Regions from separate parts of the Pan troglodytes genome. Here all the other regions are linked to region 3. Evidence: chromatin contacts called from public HiChIP or PLAC-seq data. All regions are on one chromosome and are shown on one strand. Each heading gives the region's core, a stretch centred on a gene start, on an enhancer-like site or on the middle of the called end of the contact. The rest is flanking DNA. Distances are from core to core; before and after follow the strand shown. Region 1 holds the start of PL-B (placental lactogen PL-B). Region 2 holds the start of TEX2 (testis expressed 2). Region 3 holds the start of ERN1 (endoplasmic reticulum to nucleus signaling 1).

What was found. HiChIP or PLAC-seq counts read pairs in DNA pulled down with a chosen protein or histone mark.
Region 1: an H3K4me3 HiChIP or PLAC-seq map of stem cell-derived excitatory neurons shows a contact between it and region 3, with 11 times the contacts expected there. The contact joins the promoter of PL-B here to the promoter of ERN1 in region 3. A contact is called at or near these places in 1 of 7 Hi-C or Micro-C datasets (induced pluripotent stem cells) and 1 of 1 datasets of contacts at active chromatin or transcription factors (stem cell-derived excitatory neurons).
Region 2: a contact with region 3 is called in an H3K4me3 HiChIP or PLAC-seq map of stem cell-derived excitatory neurons, with 2.2 times the contacts expected there. The contact joins the promoter of TEX2 here to the promoter of ERN1 in region 3. A contact is called at or near these places in 1 of 7 Hi-C or Micro-C datasets (stem cell-derived neural progenitor cells) and 1 of 1 datasets of contacts at active chromatin or transcription factors (stem cell-derived excitatory neurons).

Annotation. Positions count from the first base shown.
Region 1 is chr19:77,040,484-77,044,854 of NHGRI_mPanTro3-v2.0_pri, reverse strand. It overlaps PL-B (placental lactogen PL-B), which reads left to right and starts at 1,914. Exons shown (of 5, transcript NM_001008999.1): 1 at 1,914-1,923; 2 at 2,188-2,348; 3 at 2,573-2,692; 4 at 2,786-2,950; 5 at 3,204-3,401. The coding sequence starts at 1,914. The coding sequence ends at 3,401.
Region 2 is chr19:77,392,991-77,397,102 of NHGRI_mPanTro3-v2.0_pri, reverse strand. It overlaps TEX2 (testis expressed 2), which reads left to right and starts at 2,291. Exons shown (of 12, transcript XM_511583.8): 1 at 2,291-2,420.
Region 3 is chr19:77,259,179-77,263,332 of NHGRI_mPanTro3-v2.0_pri, reverse strand. ERN1 (endoplasmic reticulum to nucleus signaling 1) reads left to right here and starts at 1,811. Exons shown (of 21, transcript XM_016932752.4): 1 at 1,811-2,032.

The DNA of each region.
Region 1 (4,371 bases), core at 665-3,164, 220 kb after region 3:
CGCCAGTAATCTCAGTACTTTGGGAGGCCAGGGAGGGTGGATCACATAAAGTCAAGAGTTCGAGAGCAGCCTGGCTAACATAGGGAAACCCCATCTCTACTAAAAAAGTACAAAATTTAGCCTGGCATGGTGGCGGGCGACTGTAATCCCAGCTACTAAGGAGGATGAGGCGGGAGAATCACTTGAACCCAGGAGGTGGAGGTTGCTGTGAGGCAACATCATGCCACTGGCCACTGCACTCCAGCCTGGGTGACAGAATGAGACTCCATCTGAAAAAAAAGAAAGAAAGAGAGAGAGAGAGACAAAGAGGAAAGAAAGAAAAGAAAGAAAGAAAGAAAGAAAAAGAAAAGAAAGAAACTAAAATAACTAAATAACTGAGTAGCACCACACTACCTGTTCTGGAGAAAGGACTTTTTTCTTGTTGTTGTGGTTGTTGAAATGGAGTCACACTCTGTCGCCCAGGCTGGAGTGCCGTGGCCCAATCTTGGCTCACAGCAACCTCTGCGTCCTGGGTTCAAGTGATTCTACCACCTCACCCTCCGGAGTAACTGGGATTACAGGCTTGCGCCACCACACACAGCTACTTTTGTATTTTTAGAGAGTTGGTGTTTTGCCATGTTGGCTAGTCTGGCCTTGAAATCCTGACCTCAAGTGATCCACCCACCTCAGCCTCCCAAAGTGCTGGGATTATAGGCATGAGCCACCGTGCCCGGCCTGGAGAAAGGACTTTAAATGACGCAATGTGGGAAGAGCAAGGTTGTGGAGATCTGCTGCCCTGGCTGAGGTAACTCATGCAATCAGTCTCTCTGAGCCTCAGTCTCCTGATATGTGAAATGGGATGATAATCATACCTCCTACACAAGACAAGTTGCAGGTCAGACGTGAGAATGCACAGGCAGGCCCTTCGCAACTGGATAAGCTCTACACAGGTCTGCAAAGGAGGAGGAGAAAAAAGAGGACGGGCTTCCATGGATGGATAGGGCATTTTTCGGCGTGATGTGTTCTGAGTTCCAAAGCTGGGGAAGAGATTCAAATCTTCAAGAGCTCTTCCAACTTTGAGATTCTCTGATGGTTTCAGGGCTATGGGAGGAAGCGCTTGTGGTCCGTGTCTGTTCCCGGGATTTCGGTTTCTTGGTTTGTATCTCTGCTGCAGGTCCAGGGAGCTGGGGCAATACCTTGAGTCTGGGTTCCTGGTGCCCAGGGACCTGGGGGAGCACCCCAACCGCCCTCAACCCCCGCCTCCGCCCCAAGGCTCAGGGAAAGGGGAGAGCAAAGTATGGGGTTGGTTCCCTCTAGTGGTCAGTGTTAGCACTGCATCCAGCTGACTCAGGCTGGCCCAGGAGGAGTCAGCAAAAGTGGAATTCAGGACTGAATCGTGCTCACAACCCCCACAATCTATTGGCTGTGCTTGGCCCCTTTTCCCAACACACACATTCTGTCTGGTGGGTGGAGGTTAAACATGCGGGGAGGAGGAAAGGAATAGGATAGAGAGTGGGATGTGGTCGGTAGGGGTCTCAAGGACTGCCTATCCTGACATCCTTCTCCGCGTTCAGGTTGGCCACCATGGCCTGCTGCCAGGGGGCACCCACCTGCCCCTTAAAGAGAGGACAAGTTGGGTGGTATCTCTGGCTGACACTCTGTGCACAACCCTCACAACGCTGGTGACCGTGGGAAGGGAAAGATGACAAGTCAGGGGGCATGATCCCAGCATGTGTGGGAGGAGCTTCTAAATTATCCATTAGCACAAGCCCGTCAGTGGCCCCATGCATAAATGTACACAGAAACAGGTGGGGTCAAGCAGGGAGAGAGAACTGGCCAGGGTATAAAAAGGGCCCACAAGAGACCAGCTCCAGCATCCCAAGGCCTAACTCCCGGAGCCACTCAGTGTTCTGTGGACAGCTCACCTAGCCGCAATGGCTGCAGGTAAGCGCCCCTAAAATCCCTTTGGGCACAACGTGTCCTGAGGGGAGAGGCGGCGCCCTGTAGATGGGACGGGGGCACTAACCCTCAGGTTTGGGGCTTATGAATGTGAATATCGCCATCTAAGGCCAGATATTTGGCCAATCTCTGAATGTTCCTCGTCCCTGGAGGGATGGAGAGGGAGACAAAAACAAACAGCTCCTGGAGCAGGGAGAGCGCTGGCCTCTTGCTCTGTAGCTCCCTTCCTGCCATCCGGTTTCTCCCCAGGCTCCCGGACATCCCTGCTCCTGGCTTTTGCCCTGCTCTGCCTGCCCTGGCTTCAAGAGGCTGGTGCCGTCCAAACCGTTCCGTTATCCAGGCTTTTTGACCACGCTATGCTCCAAGCCCATCGCGCGCACCAGCTGGCCATTGACACCTACCAGGAGTTTGTAAGCTCTTGGGGAATGGGTGGGGGTCAGGGGTGGCAAGAAGGGGTGACTTTCCCCCACTGGGGAAGTAATGGGAGGAGACTAAGGAGCTCAGGGTTGTTTTCTGAAGCGAAAATGCAGGCAGATGAGCATAGGCTGAGCCAGATTCCCAGAAAAGTAACAATGGGAGCTGGTTTCCAGCATAGAAAGCTGCGGTCCTTCTTGGTGGGGGGTTCTTCTCCTAGGAAGAAGCCTATATCCCAAAGGACCAGAAGTATTCATTCCTGCATGACTCCCAGACCTCCTTCTGCTTCTCAGACTCTATTCCGACACCCTCCAACATGGAGGAAACGCAGCAGAAATCTGTGAGTGGATGCCGTCTCCCCTAGGCGGGGATGGGGGAGACCTGTGGTCAGAGCCCGCGGGCAGCACAGCCACTGCCGGTCCTTCCCCTGCAGAATCTAGAGCTGCTCCGCATCTCCCTGCTGCTCATCGAGTCGTGGCTGGAGCCCGTGCGGTTCCTCAGGAGTATGTTCGCCAACAACCTGGTGTATGACACCTCGGACAGCGATGACTATCACCTCCTAAAGGACCTAGAGGAAGGCATTCAAATGCTGATGGGGGTGAGGGTGGCACCGGGGTTCCCCGATCCTGGAACCCCACTGGCTTCGAGGGCTGGGGGAGAGAAACACTGCTGCCCTCTTTGTAGCAGTAAGGCGCCTACCCAAGAGAACTCACCTTATTCTTCATTTCTCCTGGTGAATCCTCTAGGCCTTTTTCTACACCCTGAAAGGGAGGGAGGAAAATGGATAAATGAGAGAGGGAGGGAACAGTGCCCAAGCGCTTGGCCTCTCCTTCTCTTCCTTCACTTTGCAGAGGCTGGAAGACGGCAGCCGCCGGACTGGGCAGATCCTCAAGCAGACCTACAGCAAGTTTGACACAAACTCGCACAACCATGACGCACTGCTCAAGAACTACGGGCTGCTCCACTGCTTCAGGAAGGACATGGACAAGGTCGAGACATTCCTGCGCATGGTGCAGTGCCGCTCTGTGGAGGGCAGCTGTGGCTTCTAGGTGCCCGCGTGGCATCCTGTGACCCCTCCCCAGTGCCTCTCCTGGCCCCGGAAGGTGCCACTCCAGTGCCCACCAGCCTTGTCCTAATAAAATTAAGTTGTATCATTTTGTCTGACTAGGTGTCATTCTATAATATTATGGGGTGGAAGGTGGTGGTATGGAGCAAGGGGTAGGTGGAAAGAAGACCTGGAGGGCCTTCAGGGTCTATTGGGAACTAGGCCACTGAAATATAAGAGGTTTGGCTGTTCCTGGGCCAGAAAAAGGCTGACACATCACTGCTGTCTATTACTCACTAAGGCCATTCCACCAGCTCAGTGGTCCCAGCTTGCTGGTCACAGCTCATTGGTCATCTCAGAGATGACTTGAAGGCATTTCTTCCTCCCCCACCATCACGAGCAACACCAAACCTAGACCCCCAGGAGTGGGAAGAAATGAAAACAAGATGGGCTATTAAGTGCAGAGGCAAAAACTCCCCAACAGGTGAGGAAACAATGGCATAGAATTACTTGTGTTCAGAAGAATTTTAAGATGAATATTCCTTAAGCCCAACTACTCTAGGGAAATGAGAACAATGCAAAAATGAGTTTGAGACATATGGAACCAGAGCATTTGGAATCTGAATTAGGGCAAGGGAAGTGGAAGAGAGATTTTATTTGCGGTTGCAAATGCAGTGCCAACAAGTTCCAGGTAGATAACAATGTAAGCAATGAGGGCTGGATGGGAGGGGATAAATCCCAGATGACACTCGCTTCCCTTCAGGGGATGCAACACAGAGGGGTGGGAACCAGCACAATCTGCAGAACTCAAGCCCCTACTGAGGTGGGACCCAGCCAGCCTGTCACCATCAGGACTGCAGGGACATGGCTTCCAGACCTTCTGATTCTTTGAGACAGCCAGGACATCCAGACTGTTACGGGAAATCTAATATTTAAATAATGGCAACACATACTGAAAATCTCTTAAGGGCAAA
Region 2 (4,112 bases), core at 1,042-3,541, 130 kb before region 3:
CTAGTTTGAGATCTGGTTGGTAGTGTATTAATTAATTTAACGCTTACGTGGAGCTTGGTAGGGAAAGGAGGTTGGTGGGCACTCTGAGAGGCACATTGCCAGCTTCCAAGGACCTTTGCAAGGGGCAGCTCCAGGGCCCCTACCCTTTCTCTCTCTCTCTCCCTGAGGCAGGGGGCTGAAGATGTGGCCAAGGAGAGCTTCAGGCTGTGTCTCCATTGGTAACTGCCTTTGTTGCACATTTCCAGATAACCACAACTGGAAACCTCTCCTGTTGGGACATGAATTATTTTTCCTTTGGGAAGGGCAATAGAAGCAAGTGGTGATCCCAGGCAGTAATGCCTGCAGCCCAGAGACTGCATTCTCATGAGGCTGATCAATCCTTGTGTAGAGTTGTCCCTGGCAACACAACATCCATCAGAAATCACAGCACAAACAGGGTTATCGTATGGAGGCCATTCCAAGAGCCCAAGATCTGTGTGGGAGGCAGCTGACCTGCAAGATCTAGTGGGCGAGGGCTGACCTCCAAGTCTGAGGACAATGACTTCTGGGTCAGGCAGGTGTCTGGGATACTAGGAAGGGGAGAGGAATGTTGCCAGGAGGGTAGGCAGGGCTTGCTGGCATTGGAATGAGGCACCAGAGTAGCAGGGCATTCTTCTGGGATCATGACTGGGCCTGGTGGTGAGCCGGAGTGTGTCTGCCATTAAGACATTTATGCACTGTCTCACGGGTCAGAGAACTAGCCTGGCTTCCCTCTGCTTGAGGCATCAAATCTTCTTCCTGCTTGAGGATTTCAAACTTTCAGCTGTTGTTTCATCTGGGTCCAGTGCCCTTCTACACTCAGTTCTTGGCATGACTTATTCTGTTATGAGTGTCTTAGTAGGTGACCTCCTCCCTTACTAGCAAGTCTCCCAACCATATTACTAATTCTGAGGATGAAAGGAGTTTGGCTTTCATTTTGCCAGTTGAATTTGAATTTCATGACTATGATAGACTCAAAATATGCACCTGAGTGTGGTCCTTGTACCACTTGCATTAGAATCACCTGGAGGGAGGGGTGTCGAAGGCCATCCCAGACTTACTGAATTACAGGTTCTGGGGTGGGACTTAGAGATCTTCATGTTAAAACCCTCCAGGATGATCTGACGTTGAAGATCTGACGTTTGGGACCCACTAATGCAGGAGACACACTGACACATCTGTTTGTTGCCTTGGTCCTTTCTTGTGGTGGGTGGGAAGTGCAGAGGGGCAAGGACTACAGGGGAAGGGGGAACTCTCCCTATGTGCCAGTGCTTCTGCCAGCCAACCCAGGTTCGCAGAAGATAAATGCACAATGGGCATTGCCATCCCAGGAAGCTCATTCTAAGTGAGAATTTACCTCGAGAAGTCACTTTACCTCTCTGAGCCTCAGATATTGCCTCTCTAAAAATGAGTAGTTAATACTATATAAGTTCTAAGCTCTAAGAACTCGTGGCCAGGCGCGGTGGCTCACGCCTGTAATCCCAGTACTTTGGGAGGCTGGGTCCGGCGGATCCATCCTGGCCAACATGGTGAAACCCCGTCTCTACTAAAAATACAAAAATTAGCTGGGTGTGGTGGCACGCGCCTGTAATCCCAGCTACTCGGGAGGCTGAGGCAGGAGAATCGCTTTAACCCAGGAGGCGGAGGTTGCAGTGAGCCCAGATGACGGCACTGCACTCCAGCCTGGCGACAGAGCGAGACTCCGTCTCAAACAAAAAAACTAGTAACAGAGTTAGTTCAGGATAGGATGTGGTAGTGTGGTAGTCAGGTGGGGGAAGTACATAATGGGGGAAACTGGGAATTTGCCTTTTTAAATCAATGTCTGCAGTTGGATGGGGATAGATATGTCTGATGGCCCTCTAAAATGCAAATCGAGTGAATTTGCCCAGGGGGATACCCCTGGTTCTCCGCGCCTCAGTCACCCCACCTCAACCCCCAGCCCTCGTCTCAAGGGCACTTGTTGCTGCTAGACTGCAGGAAGAGGAAATCAAGAAGTGCAAAGAGCTGGGGACAGTGTGCAGCCCCGTTGGGAGAGTGAAGCTTTTGTCCCCCTCACCTGGGGCTCTTCCAGGTAACCCTCCCCACCACTCCTCTCCCTAGCTCCAAGGGCGGTGGCCCCTTTAACAGACCTGACAAATCGCTCCCCCATTTCCGCGGCCTCACCTCGGCGCGCGGTAGAACTGGATTGGTTGGGCCTGGCGTGCCGTTTGCTCCGCCCCCGCGCCCTCTGGTTGGCGGCGGCGGCCGCGGGCGCGGGGCGGGTCCGCCGGCGGGGCGGGGCGGCGTGTGCCCGGGGGCGGGCGGGCGGCAGGACCGCGGCCGGTGCCCCAGCCGAAGCCGGAGTCGCGCGGCCGGGAGCACGGGCGCCGGCATAGTACAATGAGGCAGCCAGCGGATCTTGGGTGAGCAGTCTCGGGGCCAGGCGGGGGCGGTGGAGGGAGCGCCCCGCGGATAAGGCCCGGGCTGGGCGCGGATCGACCCCGCGGGCTTCAGAGTACCGGTCGGGTCCGGCGGCCCTTGGCGTGGCGGGGCTCGGCCCCCCACCCCGCTGTCATGGTTCGGGTATTGAAGGGGACGCCCACCCGCGACGCCCCCGGGCAATCCCTTCCTTCGGGGCCCCGCCGGATGGCTCGGGCTCGACTCCGGCGCGAGGAGCTGCCGGCCCGGTCCCCTCAGCCTGCGGTCCCCGGCCCCGGGCAGGGAGGCACCGTCACGCGCAAACTAGAGGAAAACGGCTTGCAATTTTATGAATGGGGCCCCGGGTTCCTGCCGCCCCCCTCACCGGCGAGGCGAAATGCTTGAAAGTCGAGAACCGCAGTTACTTTTACTCGAATCTGTCAGAGGTTGTATGCGCCCCGGTGGTTTTTCTCCAACTCCTGGAGAACGCGGGTGGCGGTGGGGTGGTTTGTGTGCTTTAGCAGGGAGGCGGCGGCGTGCCGAAATCCGGGGGATCGGAAGGTTAACAAGTGACATTGGGCTGAGGCCTAGCGCCAGGTGCCTTGCGGGGAGGCGGTGTGGCCGTGGACGCCGTCGCTGCTGGCTGCTGAGCACGGAAACCATACGGTGGGACCGGAGAAGGCGGGGAACGGCTGGCCACATTGCACCACACGCTGCCTAGAGCGTACGGCTGCCATGGGAGTTGGTGCAGGGGAGTCTTCCCCTTTTGAAAACGATTTTTGGAAAACTTAGCCCCTCAGTGGGTTGATAGTTACTTAAACCATCGGTTGTTATGGTTACTGGGCGTCAGATGTAAGGGCAAAGTCTGTTTCCACCCTCGCTCTTTCTCCAGAGCTATGAAGTACTTTGTCACTGTGTTTTACAGACACTGCCCAGGGAGGACATCCTTTTTTAGAGTTGAGGGAAAATTGTGGGCTCCTTGAGGGCAGGGCTCGTGCCACATTCACGTTTGAAGTGCCAGCGTCTTCACACCATCACCGCTCTGCACATGCATTAAAAGGAATGAGCCTTTTACATGTTTTGAGGATTCTCAGAGGATTCAGAGGAGTCATTTCAGGAGCCAGGTGTAAGCTGGAGGGGAAACAACGAGTGACTTTTATATGGAAAACAATAAGGAAAAATGGAGGGCAGGTTATCCTTGAACTCTGGAGTATGGGGAGTTGAGGAGTCTAGGTTTGTGAGCTTTAGAGCTGGGTCACACAGAGACGCTTGTCTCATATTGGAAGAATTAAGCTGCCATTTCTGTTAGCTCTTACCTAGCCCATAAACAATATTCTTTCAGATTCTCCCCAAAATGGTAGTTGGTCTAAAGTTATGGTAAACAAGCCCCCTGAGGTGATGTGGATAGAGTGGGATTTTGCCATATCATTTCTTTCTTTTTTTTCTGGGCCCCTTTGGGAGTGTGAAGGCTTGGAGGGAGAGGATGTGGAGGGCTCTGGGTGAACTGAACTTGCTTGCATGTTTATCTCCAGTAAAAGGCACTGTGCCTGAGAGGAAGGAGATTAACAAATTGATTCAGATCAGAAGATGGTGGTAATTGAGTCTACTGACAAGCAACCGAGGGGCTGGGACAGACGAGGAGGGAGGAAAAATTCAGGAGTTTGGTTTGGGCTGATTCTTGGAGGTTTGAAGAGCAA
Region 3 (4,154 bases), core at 562-3,061:
TGTTTCATCTGCTGATGTTACAGGGTCACAGTGACATTTTGAATTGTAAAAGGGCTGCCAGAGTTCCAGTACAGCAAATTTTCCCCTCCTAGACTTACTCTGTTTGAGAAAAAGCACCAGAGGGGGGGATGTGAAAGTGACATTTTTCAGTCAAGCTTCTCTTTTAAGTCAAGTATACAGGGTCTAACAGATGCTGTTGTCAGCTGGCAAACTGGACAGGTAATCATTAAAGAGGTCCTCCCAAGCCAGGTGTCGTGGGGCACACCTGAAGTCCCAGCTACTGGGGAGGATCTCTTGAGCCCAGGAGTTTGAGAGCAGCCTGGGCAACACAGTGAGACCTCACCTCTAAAAAGAAAAGATAAAAGGTCAAGAAATAAAGAGCTCCTCCCAGTTTCAGGGCTGTAGGCCTCCCTGGATGCCCGGCTATACTGCTCAGGAGTGCTGGGCCTCTCAGTACATCTCTCTGCCAATCCCAAACCTCTGTTTGCATTTAGACATTCAGGTAACACTTTTCAAAATGTCTCTACTGTTTTCACAGTTGCCAAGATTCTTCCCACTCTTACAGAGATGTGTTGGAGTCTCCAGCATGCGGTAGGACTTAGTCCCTTCACTGTAATCCAGGCCTAGGGGGTCAGGAATGGGGAGCTCTATTTGCAGGATTTGGGCTTACTGTCATTTTGGTCTGTTTTAGTTGGCTAAGATTGACCACAATGCACACAGACTGGACATTTGGCCAGTCCCCCACTACTACTTTGTTGTTTTGTCTAGGATTGCTTATTCTTTTCCTTCAAACCTGAAAAATCTTAGGCTCTCATATAAGCAAGTCAGGAAAAATTAGAGAATTTCATAGCCGTTTTCTTTTTCTCCTAGGATAAGTTAGATACCTTTCCCTGGGCTCCAAATCTCAGTTTACTGTCTTTCCTTGCAAAAGACGTGTCCTCCCTCCCCATGTCCCTCTCAGTGGAGGCCAGTGCCAGTGACCAAACAGCTGCCGAGCTCTTTAACTCTAATTAGTACTCCACACCCTCACATAGACCTTGCAGGAGGCCTCAACCCACCCACTCCCTCCAACGAGTTGTGACGCAGACCATCTCAAACTTCACATCCACACGTGTCACATCAACGCACGTGACACAAGTGGCCGAAATGGTTTCCTCCTTATAATTTTTGGTGAGTGACTTGGCCGTGGTTCATTCCAAGCGGAAGTGATGGCTGGTGGATATGACTTGAGGGGAATTCCTGAGGGCAAGGAAAAGGAAGAAAGGGGCCCCGGAGAAGACGAGGCACAGCTGGAGAACCCTAGGGCTGTGAACACTGCGACTGCCGCGCGGGGCAGCTGCGCCGTGTTTGCTGGAAGCCTCCGGTAGCTGCTGAAACCTTCGCTCCGGAGGTCGCCTCGGTAAACCTTGCCGATGATTCCACCACGGCGGAAAGACGAAAAGGAGGCTTCTAGGCACCCGGGACCGCCCGTGTCCCGCCCTTTTCCCCGATGAAGTCTGACGCGGCAGGTCCCTCGGCAGGGTTAATGGGACCGCCTGGTGGGGCATTGCCAGTCTTTCCCAGCCACAGACAAGCTTCGCGCCTCGATCCCCCAGCGCCCCCAGACGCTGGATGCCGAGGCCTGGTCCTTTACAGCCGCCGACGCCTCATGAGCGAAGCCAGCCAGATGCCAGCACCGCCTTCGGCCCCGCCCCGAGCCAGCCCCTCCCACATCCCCGCCCGGGGCACGCCCTCGGCCCGCCCCCATCTCCGCCCCGAACACGCCCCTAGGCTGGCCCCGCCCCGTCCCCGCCCCCAACTCCGCCCCGACCGGAAGAAGCCGCGGCACCCAGCGCTTATAGGGCCGGGAATGGGGGTGCCGCCGCTGCCTAGTCAGTTCTGCGTCCGCTGAGGCTCGGTCACCGCCTCGCTGTCGTCGCGGCGCCCCCGCCCCGTCCTCTGTCCGTACCGCCCCCGGAGCCAGGGCCGAGTCCTCGCCATGCCGGCCCGGCGGCTGCTGCTGCTGCTGACGCTGCTGCTGCCCGGCCTCGGGGTGAGTGACCGGGGAGCGTGGGGTGGAGGACAGCTCGCGACGGCCGGGTCGGGGCCGGGGCAGCGTCGCGCCGCCGGGGCTGGAGTCCGAGCTGGGAGCGCGACGGCGGCGGCCAGATGCCCCGTGCGCCCAGCCGTGGGAGGCTCGGGCCGGGCGTAGGAGGCGGCACCGGGCCGGGAGGGCTTCCCTGACGGGAGTCGCGGCCCCACCGAGGCGTCGGCCGCCCGAAGAGCCTCCCAAGCCAGCGCGGCTGTCACGGGCAGCGGCTCCCCGGACCCCACGGGCTCGGGCGCAACTTCGTGGCGTCCTGGACGGCACTTGGGGGTCCCAGAAGGCCCCGGCCTGAGGAGGCCGCCCACCTGCGGGACCCTCCTCCTTGCGGGCGGGCGCCGGCGCTGCCTGGCGGGGGCCGCGGAGGAGCCGAAAGGGCGTTGGGATCCAGGGGAAGGGTCTGTCCTGCGCTTCGAATCCTTGTTTGAACTTTTTAAAAATTCGAAAACTTTGGGGAACGAATGCAACAGGGAGTAAGGACTCTCACCCAAGAGCTGGCTTCTGCCACTTGCCCTGCCGGTTTCTTGGTACTGGGAGGCTGCAGGCTTCCTTCTGTGCACCGAGACTTCCTTGAGCAAGTGGAGCTGTGGGAATTGCACTCTTGGAAGATCCCGCATGGGTTCGAGGTGAGGCCGCTTCAGAACCTCAAATGAAAGACTGTCTCCTCGTGGGAGAGCACCTGGGGCCATCAGAAATGTCTTTTCATCTTTTTCTGGAGGAGACGAATGATAGGGCCTGGTTTACATTCATTTAACTCTTTATGACCTTCACTCAGCTGTGGATTTGGGGGCACTTTGTGGGAGACTTGGCTTTTTTTTTTCTTCTGGTTGGAAGAACCTAAATTAGCGAATGTTTTTCACAAAATGTATTGTTCAGGATGTGAGCGTGGCAAATTTGTCCGTGTTCTGTTTAATGACCTCTTTAAAGGTACTGTGTACTCTTTAATAGGGATATCATGTACCAGGTGTCCCAGTAGAGCACTAACATGTGTGTGCCTGAGTGCCAGCCACCGCGTGAACTCTTTGGAGGTTTTGCATTTTAGGTAAATAACTGTCTGTACTCTTGGAGTAACAAGAATTTGGAAACAGGAGAAGTAAATAAATAAGGTTGCCTTTTTCAAATTCAGGGTTTTTTTTTTTAAATAAAGGAAAATTTGTAGACTCTATAATAGAACTTGTGGAAGTTAAGTTTTTCTTTCAAATAAAAACCCCACTTTTACAACTAAGGTCAGGTTTTGAACTTGAGCACCTCACCTTGGATTGGTAACTACTGCCTGGCATCTGTTCACAAACGAGGGTATAAGCAGAATGACCAAATGTTTGACATGAATTCGATCATTTCATAACGTCAAGGGATAGGTGTATAATGGTTTCCTTTGCCACATCTTTCCTTTTGCTACTTTGTCACTGGATTCTAGTGTTTGGTTATTGAATAACTTAGGCTAAAGAGCCAAAAATAACGATTTAGCTGTAGTTGGAACTATAGTTTCAGTTCGTGTAAATATTTCCAATTTGTATTTAGAAATCCAAACTTCTCAGAGTTCATGATAAAATATTCCAGACCCTTATCAAAAGGTTATAGTTTAGCGTAACTATATTTAGGTGAAAGGTCAGGCCGGGCCCGGTGGCTCATGCCTGTAATCCCAGCACTTTGGGAGGCTGAGGTGGGTGGATCACTTGAGGTCAGGAGTTTGAGACCAGCCTGGCCAACATGGTGAAACCTTGTCTCTACTAAAAATACAAAAAAAAAAAAAAAAAAAAATTAGCCGGGTGTGGTAGCGCAGGCCTGTAATCCCAGCTACTGGGGAGGCTGAGGCAGGAGAATCACCCGAACCCGGGAGGCAGAGGTTGCAGAGATGGAGTCACTGTGCTCCAGCCTGGGTGACAGAGCAAGACTCTGTCTCAAAAAAAAAAAAAAAAAAAAGAAAGGTCAGAATTTCACTCCTAGAATTTTCTCCCAAGAGTTTTTACCCCCAAACATAGTAAGAATTATTATTTTAAAATTGTAAATGAAACTCATAGCAAAGTTTGCAGTTAAACCAGGCAACAGTGATGTGCAGAACGCAGTGGGT